Regions from separate parts of the Danio rerio genome. Here region 1 is linked to region 2. The links are chromatin contacts, called in public Micro-C maps. All regions are on one chromosome and are shown on one strand. Each heading gives the region's core, a stretch centred on a gene start, on an enhancer-like site or on the middle of the called end of the contact. The rest is flanking DNA. Distances are from core to core; before and after follow the strand shown. Region 1 holds the start of wipf2b (WAS/WASL interacting protein family, member 2b). Region 2 holds the start of krt1-19e (keratin, type 1, 19e).

The links. A called contact is a pair of places that touch in the nucleus more often than the background predicts.
Region 1: a Micro-C map of caudal fin shows a contact between it and region 2, with 6 times the contacts expected there. The contact joins the promoter of wipf2b here to the promoter of krt1-19e in region 2. A contact is called at or near these places in 4 of 18 Hi-C or Micro-C datasets (caudal fin and embryo) and 1 of 4 datasets of contacts at active chromatin or transcription factors (embryo).

Annotation. Positions count from the first base shown.
Region 1 is chr19:6,536,128-6,540,671 of GRCz12tu, forward strand. It overlaps wipf2b (WAS/WASL interacting protein family, member 2b), which reads left to right and starts at 3,242. Exons shown (of 8, transcript NM_001002165.1): 1 at 3,242-3,297. jupb (junction plakoglobin b) reads left to right here. Exons shown (of 17, transcript XM_073931440.1): 17 at 1-969.
Region 2 is chr19:6,278,053-6,282,724 of GRCz12tu, forward strand. It overlaps krt1-19e (keratin, type 1, 19e), which reads right to left and starts at 2,349. Exons shown (of 8, transcript NM_001114342.1): 1 at 1,776-2,349; 2 at 1,595-1,677; 3 at 799-955; 4 at 238-399. The coding sequence starts at 2,303.

The DNA of each region.
Region 1 (4,544 bases), core at 1,992-4,491, 260 kb after region 2:
AAGTGTTTCAAAACACTGCACTGAAACTTGGTCCAAAACACCAAGGTCACATGACTAAAGAGATTTGAAACAACCAGGTCACATGACTAAGGTAATTTGAAACACCCAGGTCACATGACTAAGGTAATTTGAAACACCCAGGTCACATGACTAAGGTAATTCAAAACACATATGTCACATGACTAAAGTGATTCAAAACACTTAGGTCACATGACTGAAGCGATTTGAAACACCCAGGTCATGGGACTGAAACGATTCTTAAACACCCATGTCACATGCCTAAAGTTATTCGAAACACCCAAGTCACGTGACTAAGATGATTCAAAACACCCTGGTCATGTGACTAAAGCAATTCGAAACACCCGTTTCATGTGACTGAAGAGATTTGAAACACCCAGGTCATGTGACTAAAGAAATAAACAAAAATGACCACTAGGTGTCACTGCAAAAACATTTTAAAACGTTTCGAAGCTTCGACACACTTGCTTTGACTGTTTCAGTGTTTTATGAAGCCTCGCTGTGCCCACTACAATGGAGCTTTAGCATGGATGCTAATGTAGTTAATTCTTTTAGCTATTCTTGATATGAATGGGCCATGTGAACTTTTGATCAGATGTTTTGCTAATGCCGCATTGTTTTGCCCAATTATGTTTTTTTTTTTTGTGACTCTAGTCTGAGAAACGGGATTTACTGTAGGAAAAGCGGTCCAGTGCAGCAGTGTGCTAAAAATATAGTTAGTGACACTGAACAATATTTCATGTCCCGGAGAGACTTTGAAATCTCCTGTATTTTCAGTGGTATTTGCAGTTCTGAGTACTTCAGCATTACCATCTGCAAGAAGCAAACATTTAAATTAAAATAAAAAAAACATGCACGGAATGTCAACAGGAAGTCAGTGAATATGCATTTTTACTGAACATTTTAGTTTGACAGTAATTTCTGTTGTTTTCAAATAAATAAACTGAATTATATTAACTGTCTCTGCTTTTTCACTTTTGTTTAAGGCTGAAGCAGCTATAAAATATGTAGGAAATGTACTTGTGTTTTAATCATTTGAATCTCTTGTGTGTTCATTAGTCCAAACACAGGGACATTTATAGAGATATCTACTTTACAATATGAGTAAATAACATGTAGACTAGTTACAGTGTACTAATCTATCTATCTATCTATCTATCTATCTATCTATCTATCTATCTATCTATCTATCTATCTATCTATCTATCTATCTATCTATCTATCCATTCATCTATCTATCCATCCATCCATCTACTGTATGTATGTATGTGCGTGTGTGTGTGTGTGTGTGTGTGTGTGTGTGTGTGTGTGTGTGTGTGTGTGTGTGTGTGTGTGTGTGTGTGTGTGTGTGTGTGTGTGAGTGGGTGTGTGTACAAATAAAAAATTAAACATACAAATGATTTAGGATTAATTTGAATTAAAAATATACTATATATTTGTTTTATTATTATATATTGCTTTTTATTATTCTATTGTTACATTTATTTATTTATATACACATACGCATTTTTAAAAATATTTATTTATTTGACATTTGACGGCGCGATGACACAACGGGTAGCGATGCCATCCTCGCCGCAAGAAGATCGCTGGTTCAAGCCCCAGCTGGATCAGTTGGCATTTCTGTGTTTGCATGTTCTCCTCGTGTTGGCGTGGGTTTCCTCCATGTGTCAGGTTTGCCCCACAGTTCAAAGATATGCGCTATATGTGAATTGAATAAGTTGGACTTAGTGTGTGAATAAGAGTGTATGGGTGTTTTCTAGTGATGGGTTGCAGCTGGAAGTGCATCCGCTGGTAAAACATGCTGGATAAGTTGGCGGTTCATTCTGCTTTGGCGACCCCTGATTAGTAAAGAGACTAAGCTGAAAAGAAAAATAATCATTAGGTTAGCCACACAAACCATGGGATGGGCATATATTTAATCCTCCAGCACCACCACGTGGCGGCATGTAGTATTCCTGGTTAATCAGCAGCGTCATCATCATCATCATCATCATCATCACACAACTACATTTTTATTCACTTTCGTTTCGGCTTAGTCCCTTTGTTAGTCAGGGGTCACCACAGCGTTATGAACCACCCGCAACTACATTTTATTGTGCAAGAAATTAATCGTATTAAGATTATTTTAATAGACAATGCAAATCGGCAAATTAACTTGACAAATAGAAAATTAATAATTCATTACAGGGAACATGCCAGCTCACACGTCTAGATGATTATAAATGAGTCATTGTAAGTATACTTGTGTTTGTGTGTGCGTGTGTGTGTAATATAATATAATATTATATAATATTATATAATATTATATAATATTATATAATATTATAATATATATATATATATATATATATATATATATATATATATATATATATATATATATATATATAATGTTCTTTTTTTAATGTAAACTTTATAAATGCTTTGGCAATACATTTGTCATGCCAATAAAGCAATTATTAAATTGAAATTGAAATTGAGAGAACAGAGCAAAATTTGAAACAGAATGAACTCAAAAATTTAACAAGAACCTTGAATGTCTGAACAAAGCTTTTAAAATATAGATAAAAATAATAAATTACATTTTACTATGAAAGTCTTAATGATCAAAAATTCAAAATTGTCAAATTGTCATGAATTAATGAAAATATAAATGAAAATATTTTACTGTGTTAAACAGTATAAAAGAAACAAACAAAAATGTAATTATACTATTCTAATACTTGTAATATAAAAAAGATGAGCAAAATTCAAATAAGCAGCCAACATTTAACAGTAGATTTATATTAAAACGTAAAAGAAAAAAAATAATTAAATGTGAAAAATAACTGACCAAATACACCAGCTACTATAATGACTATAAATGTTTTACTGTAATTAATTACAAACGAATTTCTTTCCAAGTCATAGTTTAACCCATGTCATATTATAGTATTTATAGTATTCACATAAGGATGATTTGTGGTCTGTGGCATATTAAAGATTAAAAACAATATAAAAATGCAACTTGTTAATAAAAGATACATTTACGATACATCTTACCGCACATTTTTACAGCTAAAAGAAAAAAGGTTCACAAGTACATCAGATTATCTTTGCTTTGCGTTCGATATTTCTAAAAAACAGAGGCTTTTAAAATCAATAAACATTTTCACGTGAAGACCTACTGTGACGCCATTTCCGGTCCGAACTGGGGAGCAAATCAAGGCGATTGATGCGCGGGATCATGTCTGAGGGGAAGTCGGTTTGCGAAAACATTGGACATTCCGGAAAAAAGTAGGCACGAACATTGTTTTAATACATTGCATAAACAAATTACGCCAAGCTCGACAAAACGGGACATTTTTTTTCTCACGCAGCGTCGGTCAGTTTGGCAGAAAACGTCTTGACGTGACCGACGCACCTGCTGAGGCCAAGCTAAGCTAAGGCTAAAGTCTAGCTAATTCACAAATAAATACATGTACGAGTAAATAACGAGTCATGCATAAACCTAATTTAACCACACGTATTTATTGGTTTTATAGCTGAAATTAGCTGAATAAAGTATGCGTTAGACTGCAGGCAGTGTTGTTTACATAGCACACAATTAGTTTTCCTCTAGATTTCCAGAGCAGCTACACTGATTTATGATACCGTGACGTTAAACATTATTCTAATTAGCTCTCATGGGCATCAGAAAAACGGACATCCAACATAAATGTATACGTTAATTTAAACTGGTTGTAATGTAGCTTCCATGTTTCTTCCTTGAAAACTGGTCAGGTTAGAAATAAGGAAATCCCGTTAAGCTTCATTCATGTTATCTGAGCTGCAGTGGTTGATCCGTTAACGAGGACAATGTATATCATATGCAAGATTTTCAGATTGTCAATGCAAATGAGGCAAAACATGGTGCTATATTTGCACATTCAGACTTTCTCCTTAATAATATAATCTAATTTCTCAAAAGTATTATTTGTGAATTCTAATAAAATAGGAAACTCATATTAGCAGCCCATGACTAACATTGTTCACGGTCAATTAAATAGTGCTAATGTTGTTTTGAAGTCGTACTTGCATGACATTTCAGACCATATAATTAAAGTAGCGTAGGTAAACAATATAAGGAGAAAATAAAACTAATGTATGAATATAAAACCAACTTGAAATGATAGAGGTAAAGTATGTTTTATATCCGGATATTCAGACATTCTCCTTAATAATATAATCTCAGAAAAGTATTCTTTGCAAATTTTAAATAGGGAAATCGTGTAAGCAGCCAATGATTATCAAAGTACAACATTGTTTACAGTCCATTAGATAGTGCTAATGTGGTTTTAAAGTCATACTTGCATTTTAATTCTGACCGAATATTCAAATTAGCGTGTTAAACAATACAGAGACTGTTAAATGAACGAATGTTCAAATATAAAACTACCTTTACCTCAATCTTGAAATGGACAGAGGGTCAATATTTTTTTAGTGAGTAGTTGGTGCTTTTCCACTCCAAGCATGCATTCAGTTATTCAGAAATTGATTGTGTA
Region 2 (4,672 bases), core at 1,099-3,598:
ATAAGTGTTGTGTTTATCATATAGGGCAGGGGTGTCAAAGTCAAATTCTGGATGGCTGGTGCCCTGCAGAGTTTAGTTCCAGCTTCATCACACCTATCTGCAGGTATCAAACAAGCACTCAATTAGTTTGATCAGGTGTGTTTAATTAGGGTTGGAACTAAACTGTGCAGAGCTGATGCCCTCCAGGAACTGGCTTTGACACCTTTGATACAGGGTCAAGTTATGAATTTAACCAACCTTCTGCTGGAACCAGCCTTCAAGTTCCCTCTGGCTCTTGGACACAACAGTCTCATAGTGCTCGCGTATGTCAGCTAAAACTTTGGTGAGATCTTCCTGTGGTGCGGCATCAACCTCCACGTTGACCTGTCCACTCATTTGATCGCGTGAGGTCGAGAGGTCCTGAAAACACATCACATCTCTTTAAAAACACTTTCACAGCATGACCTGTTTATCCTTGACCTCGAATGGAATGGAATGAAAATTTGTAACAAAACAGTGACATCTAGAGGTTAAAGATATAACGCTGACCCGACCTGACCTCCTGTCTAAATTGTTGAACTGCGCTATTTTTAAAAAAATGCCACCTTTTTAGATTCTCAGAAGCATTTTTTAGTAAATGGTTCTTAAATTAATATTTATTTCTGACTCTGAAGTAGATTCAGATCTCTAAATAACCTTTTTTCTTCAATGAAGATTGGAAAGATTGTATGAGATTCATCAATAACGGGATATAACTTCTTGATAGCATACATTTTGAGTTTTTCTACTAGCCTGAAAGGTTTTGTAATGATTTATTACCTCCTGGTGATTCGCCTTCATGTAGGCCAGCTCCTCAGTGAGGGCTTCGATCTGCAGATTGAGGTCTTTTTGGCCCATGTTGAGGTCACTGAGAACATTCTTCAACCCAGCGATGTCAGCTTCCACAGACTGACGCATGCTCAGCTCATTCTCATATCTGCAAAGCAAAAAACAACAGGATAAAATACACAGTAGCCAATGTTTGAAGTGGAAGTCTTTCATCAAAGTTGTCCTTACGCTAGTGAACACCACCCATTCTTTACTTTGGACAGTTTCAAAACCGTTATTGGTCCACTTCAAATGTTAAGTACTGAATATCCAGCCTGACCTCATGAGGAAACGTACAGTAAGTATTTCATGTTTTGTCAGTTTAGTGGCTAATTCTTACAAATTCATACGAGTTCAGTTGTACGAAAATGTACGATTTTAAAAAGAAGGCCTGGCACCCAACCCCATGCCTAACCTCAACCGTCACTGGGTCATGAGCAAATCGTACTAAATTGTACGAATTAGATCTTACGAATTCATACGAATTAGCCACTAAATCAAAAACTTCCGAATTGCAGTGAGATTGCGTTGGAATATCTGTGTGTATTATTTAGTCAATTTTACAACAGTTATGATTGCAGTTTTACTTCAAAATTTCACTTGTATACAAAGTGTTACTTGACATTTCTTTGGAAAGTTTGCTAAATTTATTATGAATTTCTTAGTTAAGTTGGTTTCAAAACCAATTTCCAGTGTTCACTTTAAATAATCTTAATGTAAAAATGATTTTAATGGTAAAAAGAATTACTTTATTCTGAAGTCATCCGCAGCCAAGCTGGAGTTGTCAATACTGAGGTGAACAGTGTTATTCAGCTGTATGGCGGCCAAGATCTGAGAAGTAAAAATTATAAATATTTTGCCTTTTTTATGGTGTGGTTGTATTATACAAATAAGCAGTAACCTCAAATGATCTGCCTAATTAGACTTACCTTAGCCTGGAGGTCACTGACAACAGTCTCGAAGGCAGAGTAGTTACGTGCAGCTCCAGTAGGAGAGATTTTGTTCTCCAGGAACTCCCGTATCTTCAACTCTAGCTCAGCATTGGCTTTCTCAAGAGAGCGCACCTTGTCCAGGTATGAAGCCAGACGGTCGTTGAGATTCTGCAAGGTGAACTTCTCATTGCCAATGATGCTGTCATCTGCTGCTCCAGAGGCACCGATTCCCCAGAATCCTCCTCCTGCTGCAGCACCAAATCCTCCACCAGCCCCAAACCCTGCACCAGCACCACCTGCAGACCCAAATCCACCTCCAAAGCCGAAGTTACCTCCTGATCCTGCTGCGGACATGGAGCGGGATGCACTGGAGATGCGGACCCCTGCGCCTCCTGCACCTCCATACACACTGCCAGACCTCATGGCGCTGATGCGGCCACCTCCTCCACCTGAAGAAGAGAGGCGCGAGGAGCCCATGGAGGACCTGCTGGAAACGAAGCTTCCGCTGGAGAAGGTGGTAGCCATGTGGATGGTGGTTGGTGTCTTACTCTGCTCTGCCTGAAGAGTGAGTACAGTGCAGAAGCTTTGAGTTCTTTTATACGCTGGTGAAGCTGTCAAGGAAGGACCTGCTGACCTCAAAACTTGCTGACAGCAAGGAATTCTATCAGCTTAAATCACGTAAAGTGAAAGGTGACGCTGAGATGTAAAATCAGTTGACTGATCATCCCCTCCAGGAAGTAAGATACACGCTTACATTCCCCCTCCAAAAGTTTCTCAGATGAGAATATCTCTGTACATGTTCAAACATTTTCTTGTTTTTAGTGCTGGATTTACTGTAGTAAACACTCTCACGCTCTAAAATCTTTGTATATTCAAGGTTGCACCGTTATTGGCATTGATTGCTCTATGAAGAACCTTTTAACATCCATGCAAACTTTGCACAAAACATTTGTTTTGCGGGGGAAAAGGTTCTTTAGATTGTTAAAATGTCCTTCACGCTAAATGGTTCAAAGAACTCTTCACTGAAAAAAGTGTTGTTCTGGGATTATTGTCAGAACACCTTTATTTCAGTTCAATTGTGCACTGTAAATCCTAAAAGGTTAAGGTAACTCAAACCATTTGAGGAAACCGATTGCAAAAAACCCTTTAAGTTCAAAAACTAATACTAATGAGTACTGTGAACTTAATCCATTTGAGTAAACAAAGCAGTTTGAACACAGTAAAACCCAATAAAATAAGAGAACTCAAACTAACTGAGTACTGTACAAACCAATAAGTTAAGGCAACTCAAACCGTTTGAGGAAACTGATCGCTACAAACCATTTTAGTAAAAAAAAACTAACCTATATGAGTACTGTGAACTTAATGTAATGAGGTAAATTCATTCATTATACCTTAAACACTGAGTTCAACATTCTTTTTTAAATGAGTTGTATAAACTTTCAGTAAATTTTGAGTTTACTACACTCATTTCATTTGATAAAGTTGACTGTTGGGTGTTACAGTGTTTCTGTTGCATTCTTAAAAAAAAATAAAGGTTCTTTAATGAACTTGATGGTTCAAAGATCCTGTGACATTTGTTGAATCTTTTTCTATTCGAAGAATTTTTTTGGAAACGGTTATTTATATTATAAAAATAACATTAATAATTGTAATTAATAATTAATAAAATGTGTTCTTCACACAACGACAAACATAGTTCTTCAAAAAAATGTTGACGGAAAGATTCTTTGAGGAACCAAAAATTATTCTTTTAAAGCATCATTGCCATCAGATGCCATAAAAAGAGTTCCCCTGGGAACCATTCAGTGAGCAATTTTTTAAAGAACATTTTAATACACTTTTTCCAAATACAATGTTAAAGGTTCTTCAATTAAATGCCAGTAAGAACTTATAAATCATAGGCCATTAACTGACTCATCAAATGATGCACTCATTTTAAAAATGAGCTACCAGGTCAAATGAGCAAACCAGGTCGCTGGTTTGCCTCGGCTAGGTCAGTTGGCATTTCTGTGTTGAGTTTGCATGTTCTCTCTGTGTTGGCGTGGGGTACCTCCGGGTGTTCCGGTTTCCCCCACAAATCCAAAGACATGCAGTATAGGTGAATTTGGAAAGCTAAATTGTCCATAGTGTATGTGTGTGAATGAGTGTGTATGGGTGTTTCCCAGTAATGGGTTGTAGCTGGAAGGGCATCCGCTGCATAAAACTTATGCTGGATAAGTCAGCAGTTCATTCCGCTGTGGTGACCCCTGAATAACAAATGGACTAAGCCGAAAAGAAAATGAATATAAAGATGTGCAGAGTTTGAACACCAGCCGTTCATGCTTGTGAGCTGTGTTGGATAAGGTTGAGTAACTGAAGATGGGGAATGAACAAATGAAGATATGAATACAGAACACCCATTGAATTGGAAAAGAATAGGCCTATAATTAAACAAGACGCTATGATGTAAGCTGACCTCGTTGGTAACTCATGATTTGACTTCAGTGACTTGTTTAGCAATTTTACTATAAAGATAGTTTGAAGCTCATGTTTGTGCATGTACCTGTGTGTTTCTCACCAAGTTTAAACAACGTTAAATTCCTCCCTTAGGCAGTGAAGCTGAAGTGCAAGAATTTTCATAAAAAGAAATTTATGGTGCATTTTATAGTTATTATGTGTCTTCAGTTCTTATACTGAAGTGCTAAGTAGGATTTGCATTAGCCCCCTCTTATATTAAATTAGCAGATTTAATAATGTTCCACATTCCCTGTACACTGTATATTGTTTTGCCTGAATTCTGAGCGCTTGATGTTACTTGATGAATGTTACTTGATAGTCTAATGCACTCTCTCTTGTGCACATCACTCTCGAATGCTTGGTCGTATACTCAACATTAAAGAAATAGGCTGCAT